2 separate regions of the Sus scrofa genome follow, and region 2 is linked to region 1. The links are chromatin contacts, called in public Hi-C maps. All regions are on one chromosome and are shown on one strand. The core of a region is the stretch at or near the end of the contact, and the rest is flanking DNA. Distances in the headings are between cores, read along the strand shown. Region 1 holds the start of HNRNPA3 (heterogeneous nuclear ribonucleoprotein A3). Region 2 holds the start of LOC100517977 (tetratricopeptide repeat protein 30B-like).

Evidence for each region. A called contact is a pair of places that touch in the nucleus more often than the background predicts.
Region 2: a Hi-C map of liver shows a contact between it and region 1, with 6 times the contacts expected there. The contact joins the promoter of LOC100517977 here to the promoter of HNRNPA3 in region 1. A contact is called at or near these places in 3 of 47 Hi-C or Micro-C datasets (fibroblasts, heart right ventricle and liver) and 1 of 2 datasets of contacts at active chromatin or transcription factors (alveolar macrophages).

Annotation. Positions count from the first base shown.
Region 1 is chr15:82,956,723-82,961,238 of Sscrofa11.1, reverse strand. HNRNPA3 (heterogeneous nuclear ribonucleoprotein A3) reads right to left here and starts at 2,910. Exons shown (of 10, transcript XM_021075138.1): 1 at 2,755-2,910; 2 at 704-826; 3 at 468-614; 4 at 167-377. The coding sequence starts at 2,826. It overlaps LOC110256983 (a long non-coding RNA gene), which reads left to right and starts at 3,002. Exons shown (of 4, transcript XR_002339079.1): 1 at 3,002-3,513.
Region 2 is chr15:83,357,624-83,361,865 of Sscrofa11.1, reverse strand. It overlaps LOC100517977 (tetratricopeptide repeat protein 30B-like), which reads left to right and starts at 2,334. Exons shown (of 4, transcript XM_003133505.5): 1 at 2,334-4,242.

The sequences.
Region 1 (4,516 bases), core at 1,661-4,160:
CTTCATCCGGATGCTGGCTATATAAGTGTAGTCACTTTATGAAAATGGAACCATACACTTTATATGCTAATATTGTACACAACACAATGTTATAAGCTTTTTAGCAAGTTCAGTATAGCAAAGAAGCCATTTCAGCTTTCTCAAATTCTGATAAACTGCTACTTACCAACAATTTTATCAACTGTATCATGATCATCGAAAGTTACAAAAGCAAATCCTCTCTTTTTCCCACTCTGCCTGTCTTCCATAACTTCTATGGTTTCAATTTTGCCATACTTTTCAAAGTAGTCTCTCAAATTGTATTCCTCTGTGTCTTCTTTAATACCACCAACAAAAATTTTCTTCACTGTTAGATGGGCACCAGGCTTTACAGAATCCTTCAAATAAAATATATTTAAGTAAAAAAAAAAAAAAAAACCCCAGAAGTTTACAACTTCATGTCACACAACATGTTATTATTGACACACCTCTCTAGAAACAGCTCTCTTTGGTTCCACTACACGTCCATCAACCTTGTGTGGTCGAGCACACATTGCTGCATCCACCTCTTCAACACAAGAGTAAGTCACAAAACCAAATCCCCTGGAACGTTTCGTTTGGGGGTCTCTCATCACCTAGAAAACAAAAATTTTAAAGCACTGAAACACCTCCACAGGTGCTCTAACCCTTTTTAAGAACCTTTTTTGTTCCTTTAATAACTTACCACACAATCTGTAAGTGTGCCCCATTTCTCAAAATGTTCTCTTAAACTATCATCTGTAGTTTCAAAGCTCAGACCACCAATAAACAGTTTTCTCAATTGCTCTGGTTCCTTTGGATCATGGCCCTGAATAAACAAATCAATACATTTTAATAAGTTCGTTTAGTAGGCAAATGCTAAGAAAAATGCACAAGCCTTTTAATCTGCTACAAATAAACTTAACATCAAATCCTTGTACTGTTAACACTTTGTCCAGTTAAAAATTGGAATAAGATCATACACATTCAGCGATTAAAGGGACCAAAGTACCAAGAAAACCTATAACCAGACTTTGAAATGCCAGCATCACTTAAAAACTAAACTTGAAACTCAACAGAATTCCACAATCAAAAGTCCCGTAATTTTGAACTACAATTTACAAGTGTCTGGGGACAAATTATTTTAGAAGTTGCTACTGAGAAACCATTTCCTAAGAAACCAAAGTGTTGTAAATGCAGTGATACATCTATGCCATTTCTTTTTATGTCTTCCCCTGTGTCTACACCCTAACAAGCATTTAATTTTAAACCACAAAACTCTGAAGTACAACCTGCATTATGAATGCCAAATTTAGAGAAATTTACCACTTACAAGCAAATAAAGATGTTAAAATAAGTACTCCTAAAAAGACATGAAAAAATCCACCACGTATCTTGCTTGATACCTTCTTGTAATCGATTTGTTACAACTAATATACTGTAAACAGTTCCTATTCACAGCTGTACAACACCAAAAATGTCAATAACAACATTTTATTTGATCACAAAAAAGGATTTGTGTTAAGTATATTATTTGACAGGAATGGAGCACAATAAAACAAATTGAAATCTAAAAAATTAAGACACGGCCTGACCGTTTCACAATTTAACAAACAAGATCTGCCACTTTATATGCATCCAAAGTCCTTAAAAAGAGTTCACATTTACATTCTAAGGTCTTCCTGTGTCTTCTAAAAGTAGAGACATTAAGCATCTAATATGAAGAGACTATGACATGCTAGGAAAGTTAAATGATTAATAGCCTAAAGTACTACTTCACTTAGTCTCACTTTCCAAGTTCTGATTAAATGTACTTGACGTTACACAAAGTTGACGGAAACTGTAACAGGAAAATTATCTCAAGTAAAAGAAAAAATTCGACTCTAGCTGCAGTCCTCTAAAACAAATACCCAAGAAACTACAACGTGAGCCAACCCGTCAGAAAAAAGAAAACATGAGTATCAAAAAGTTTTTAATTTCCTACTTTACATCTACATGCAAATTCTAAGATGCAGTATTTAACCCACATGGTGCAAATCTGCGTATAATTCTAAGTAGTTCAGCAAAAATGGCAGACCAAAAAGTATTTTAAAGCAGCAAACTAAACAAAAAAATTATTTTCAACTGAGTGTTGCGAAGAACACAGCCGAGAGAATCTCTTCTCCTGAGAGAGGTATGTAAGGCCTAAGGCACCGGGAGAACATCCTTGAAAGCACTAGGCCCCAAGCTTCGAGGCCATTTGCGGCATTTTCTGCTGGGCCGCCTCCTTCCTCTCCCTTCCAATCCCACGTTCTCCCGGCGGCGGAGCCAGGCGGCGGCCATTGCGTGCCAATGCGCCATTTCGTAACGCGGCAGCGGATCAATGTCAGTGTGGCCGCCGCCCGCCTGCTAGCTCGCCCGGATGTGCCTGCTCGTCCCCTCCCCTCCCCCACCGCCTCCTCCCAACCGCTCCCGCCGAGGCCCGCCATGCCGTCCTCGGCCTTGGATGCGAGGCCGCGCGGCCGGCGGACCAACTTCCCTCCCGAGGTCTCCCCAGCCACGCCTCGCAGCAAAAGACCACCTGTGCAGACGAAGGAGACGCATGGCGGGCAAGAAGCCCCGAAAAAACCTCTGAAGCCCGTTCCCCTCCCCCCACCACCGCCCGTCTCAACGCAGAGCGCGGGACAGCCTCCCGGTCCGCCCGGCCTCCCCGCTCCCACCGAGCCAGGCCCTTCATGCTGGCCATTACCCATCAACCCCCCACTCTCCCCCTAATACCTCCTCCCCCCGGCGGCGGCGGCGACGGCCGGAGTCGGGCTGGGGGCGACCGGGCGGCGGTTTTACCTCCATTTTGAGACCGGACTCGCCTCTTCCAACTCGAGTTCAATATGGGACCGAGAGGAAGAGGCGGGGCCAGTGACCACGTGACGCGCCTTCCGCGCGCCGCCGGCCTAGTGGGGGGAGGGGCGAATAGGTGCAGGGCGTGGCCAACTGGGCGCGAAGAGGGACTGGATGAGCGGGTTGGCGGGCAGAGGGTGGGGGCGTGGCAGGCCCCGGGAGCGCGCGCGCTCAGCCAACTTCCAGTGCGACGCCGCCCTAGCCGCCGTTCGCGCCTGGGTGGCTGCGAGGACGTCGTCTGGGTTTCGGCCAATGGCCAGCGCCCACGTCGGGGGAACGCCTCGTGACCGCGCGTCACCGGAGAAAAAGGCTTGTTTCCCTTTCTTCTTGCGCTCCTTTTCCCCTCCCCCACGTGGGCCTCTAGCTTTCCATTACCAAATTCATTTCATTCCCGTGCGTGAATAAAACCACACTTTTCTCTTGTACTTTATGGTTGCAAGAAAGCCCCCTCGGTGTCTTCTCGCGGGTTTCAAAATGCCAGAAACTGGTGTGTGTCTGACTGCGATGCCCACTGTGAGGGCGCGCACTGAAAATTCCTGTGACACCGATTGTGTGTATCTTGAGCACCTTGGAAAGACCTTAAAACGCGCGGCTGACACTGAAATTTCATCCTTAACAGCTGAGGCAGGAGCGTTCGAGGTCAGTTAATTAGGTACACACTGATCTTAAGAAATCTGTTGGCACTATTTTCTGACACTTCTAGTTACTGTGGAAAGAACTGAGCAACTGTTCTCACAGACAGGATTTAAGGAATGATTTACAAGATTGATGAAAAGTAGGATCACCAGATATGCTTCCTATTTGCGAGTGATTTCTATCTTATTTTTATTTGTGAAGTATAACGTAGAAGATCAATTAAGGAGTTAAATACTATGGAGCTAATCTCAGCCTACCTAGTAATTTTTTTTTAGAAATAGATTTATTTATTATTTTTTTGTCTTTTGTCTTTTTAGGGCCGCAGCACATGAAGGCTCCCAGGCTAGGGATCGAATTGGAGCTGCACTTGCCCGCCTACACCACAGCCCCAGAAAGGCAGGATCCAAGCCGCATCTGCGACCTACACCACAGTTCATGGCAATCCAGATTTTTAACCCACTAAGCGAAGCCAGGGATCGAGCCCACAACTAGTAGGGTTTGTTAACTACTGAGCCAAGACGTAAACTCCCTACCTAGTAACTTTAAGTCATTTGAACTTACTAAGCTTTTTTTTTTTTTTTTTTAATTAAAGTATAGTTGATTTACATGCTAAGCTTTAGTTTTAGGGTCTTTTCGAGATTTGGTCATCTCCGACACCCATGACAGCTGTAAATAATTTGTGGATCCGTATTTGAGCAAGGTACTGATAAAAGAGACCACAGTTGGCAGGTTTCCCTACCATGCTAAGAAATGCCCTGTATTTTAATGTACCAACCCTTTAGAATTGATCTGGCCCTCCTTTGGAAAGATCAGAAATCTAATCATTTATATTCTCCATTATTTGAAAAGCAGTTAGCTAATGAATGGGTAATGGTGGGTTCAGAGTTTGGAAAAAAAGGAACACAAAGATCAAGATTTTGATGTTTATCTAGCATTGCCCAAGTGGAACAGTGTTTTATTTGGGAAACAAGAGCAAAAGGTACTCTGTTCTGGGGCAAAAACAGTC
Region 2 (4,242 bases), core at 1,085-3,584, 400 kb before region 1:
AGCAGTGCTTAAGATAAGTTGATCTGTGTAGCATAGCTCTACAATGTCATTGAATGTATACACTGGTACAGAATATACCAGTATAAAGTGGTATTTGTTTTTAGTAAGTAAATGAAGTATTTGCTATAAGAAAAAAAAAAAATGTGTTACTTGAGGCCACCGTTTATCTTTGTGTTCATTTTCTGTGTATCAGAATCTTGACCATATTTTTCTCTAGATTTAGATTAAGTCACATTTAGATGAATTTTAAAAAACAGAAACAGCACTGTATGGAAACCGAAGTTTAGGTTTTGTCGAATCTCATTCCCTTGGGGGGAAAATGCTTTTGCCATTTTATTTCCATGTACAGTCATCAAAAAGGATCCCCTACTGATTTGCTTCCTAATTGTTATTGTTTTACACAAAAGAAGGGAAATATATCTTCAATTGAGTTGTCTGAAGCCACGCCTTTTGTGTCGATTTCCCAAGCTGATGTTTCATTGTAAGAATACTAAGTTTATACTGCTTGGCCATTTCACAGGCAACTAATTCATGACTTTGAAACAGTCTGCACTGAGACCTAAGTATCTTTGTTTTTAATAAAATGCTTTGAGTTTAACTAAAGCTCTGGAATATTCTTTATTTCTCTTGAGACGGGTGATTTAAGGGCTGAAAGAGGCAAGCATGCATCTGAAGACCTACAATTTAAATTTTGGCTGTCAATTTAGCTCATTAACCTTGTCTGGATCTGTGATGTTTGCCTGTGTGGGAAGAAGAGTGGTACAGCCCTGTCCGTGGAGCATTTTCAAGATGACAAAAGGTTCTTCGAATTATTGAGGTTTTTCTGGAGGGAGAAGAGTCTGCAGCCCAGGACGGGTTCTTGGTCTGTTTCATATTACTCAGATTTGCACAGGCAATTACACAGGGGGATTGCATCAATGCAGGGCCGCCAGCCACCGACGCCATACAATTACACAACGGCTTCGGTACTTAAACTTTAAAATTCTTACACCATTGTGCCTGTTCTATTAGAACAAACTGCAGCAAATGATCCAAGGCCAATGCAAATGACTGGAGAGGTGCACAGGGGGAGAGGGAAGAGGTGCAGTGTGGCCCCTACTGGCCAGCTCAAGCAATCACCAGGCCTACGTGCTGGCTGTGGCAACCACTGGCTTCTTTGTGCTTTTCAGTCCACGCTTTTCAAGTGGGGCTAACAGTAAGAATTACCTAATTCACAGAAGGGTTGTGACGATTAATGAGGGGAGTTAGGCAAAGCATGACCTGGTCCTGGTACAGAAAGTACTGCATAAACACAGGGGCTTAGAGGAGCTCTGTTTGGATGGTTGATTGATTTCTTTAAATGCCAGCATCCACAGTTGTGCCTTCTCTGGTAATTCTGTTTATAAACCATAATGTTATTGTGCTCTCCCTGATAAGTTAATTCCGATAATAACACTGTAGTCCCCCAAATATAAGCTACTTGATTTAAAAAGGTATATCCAAAAAGGAAATCTAACTAAAATATTAATAAAGCTGGAACCACTAGTGAAAAGCAAATTCATAATGAGGTTAAATGTCTTACCATCTGAGCATAAATGTTCCCAAGGGCTGACCTGGTATATACAATTTTTTCAAAACTTTTAAAAGATTGAACTTATTCTCCTAAAAGTCAATCAATTACATTACCAATTTGACTCAAATTTATTCTTTTTGCCCTATTTATCACAGAAGATTGGGGGGTGAGATGGAAGAAGCAGGGGATTCAACCACCAAACTGGCCATCCTGAAGAAAATGGCCTGGAATGAAAAAGAAAGGAGATAACAACTGGAAAATAATTTTGCAGAAGGTCTTCCTTTATTAAGGGAAGTGACCACAGCTGTGGTTGCTCAGATGTTCATAAATTACCAATATCTACCAACAGGAAGTGATTATATTTAGAAGGTAAATAATAAAACTTTCCAACTAGTTTTAGAAGAATGTCAGATAGATTATGCATACAAATAGAATATAGAATTAAGTTATCTCACAGTTTAGCAGGCAGAATCATAAGCAGATCAAGAATCAAACACCATATTTTTAGCTTCAAACATTTTGCCTGAAATGGAATTCCTCTACACGGCAAACATGCCTCCCCTTATGCAGCAAAATCCACCTTGAGTCCAACACCATTTTCCTAAAGTCTAAGTCCTTTCAATAAGGCACTAAATCTTTTTATTGCAACCACCAAATGCTTTCTTATTGCTAGAATTGGTACAACACACCGGCTTTCCTGATATACGCTCCAGTTTTTCAAGATTCTGTTAGAAACAAAATGATCCTTTATGACCTTTTTTTTTTTTTTTTTTTTTTTACAACATTTCCCCTCATTTAGTGCTTTCCAGAATTTCTATCATTAATTAAAGGACCTTCCCTCACCATCCCTCCCCAACAACAACAACAAAACTCATCCATTCCCCAATTGCCTGTCAGAGGCTAAACAAAAGTCAGTCTATCACAGCAGCAGGGACGGTCATGCCAATTTCGCAGTATGATTTGTGCACTCATTTCATTTTGAAAATGACCCTGCCCTCCATCTGTCTAAGCCGAATGTCCTGCTTTTTTCAAGCCAGGCCTTGGGAGCAGCAGCACATGAACTAAGGAGGAAGACACAGGACAGCCTCCCTCCTGCCCACTTCAGCTGCTCACAGACAGGTACCAGCACAAAGAAGGGACCCTCCACTGATGCCTGCGGGGATCAGAGAAATCTGGGGGAGAGCAGAGTCCTTCTATTTTGCATACCTTTCCAAGAAGCCATTTGAGGGTGAATGCTCTCATGACGCAAATACAACTCTGGAGATCCAACTGATAGACCGAAGTTATAAAAGGCAATTTCCCATTTCCATGTTCTGTCCTGTTACCTTGATTTACAATAGCAACTTGTCCTAAGTAATAGGTCATACATAATGACTTTAAAATATTGAGCCTGAGTTTCCAAGGGCCAAGTGTAGTCAGGCAGCCATAAAAGTGAAGCTCCTCCCTCCCACTCCCACTCGTTCCTAATTACTGACCAGCATGAGCAAGCATCCCTCAACCCAGGCACTTCCCTGGGTAGAAGGCCCTAAAAGGGTGCACCCAGAGATCAGGTTGAAAGAAGTAATGTGGGCCTCATCAGCTGCTTTCTCTGGGGATCTTAGGTCGGCCAGAATGCCACTCAGCTCCTCTGAAATGGGTAGGTACAGTTTGTCCTCTTCTCGGTATTGATGAAAGGAAAGTTTCACTGTCTGGTCCACCCAGAAGGACAGAGCTCTGCCAATTTCTCAGCAAGGAAGAAGAATGAGGACAGAAGGTCAGTTGTGTTGCTATACAGTCAATCACATGCTTGCAGAAGTCTCCTTCCTGCTATACTGGGTGACTAGGAACTATACAACCCACCCACACCAGACTAGTTATTTCCTAACACCTGCTCAAAGCTGCAATTCAGAACTGGAAGTTCAAATTTCTACTACCCACACCAAGATGGTTGGTTGTTCTCATGGAGAAAAAAAAAAATACACTAATATTCCAGCATACGGTGTGGCACCAAATGCTGGATCTCTACAAACTCATCTATAGGAAATGCATGGACTAGGTTAGGAGCAGTCACTGTCTTCTACTGAAACTAGCTGCTGGATATCAAGGCACTGCTGCTTACCACTTAGCTGTGTGGTCTTGAGCAAATTATTTAAAACTCTCTAGTATACAGATTCCTTATTGGTAATATGCAGAACACATGGTAGTGATTAAGATTAGAAATAATATATGTAAATGTTCTAGCAAAGTGTGGCACAATAACAAATTGCAACTGGTATCAGCTCTGGAATTTATATGTAGAAAAGATGTATGGGCAGTAAAACTATTTAGGAGGCAGATAAAGGATTTGCACAGAAGTCTTTAAGCATATAGTATATAGCAAAGATGTTTATTCAAACACTGTTTATCTTAAGTACTATACAGGAGAATGCACATCACTGATGATCAATGGAGATGTAGGGAGATTAGGAAGACTGGTTTCTTTCTTTTCTTCTTCCCTTTTTTTTGGGTCTTTTTAGCCACACTAGGCCAGAAGTTTAATTGGTGCTGTAGCCACTGGCCTACCTACGCCATGGGCACAGCAACGTGGGATCCAAGCCAAACTGGGTCTGTGACCTACACCACAAGTCACCTCAACGCCAGACCCTTAACCCACTGATTGGGCCCAAGGATCTAACCCGCAACCTCATGGTTACTAGTCGGGTTGTTACCGC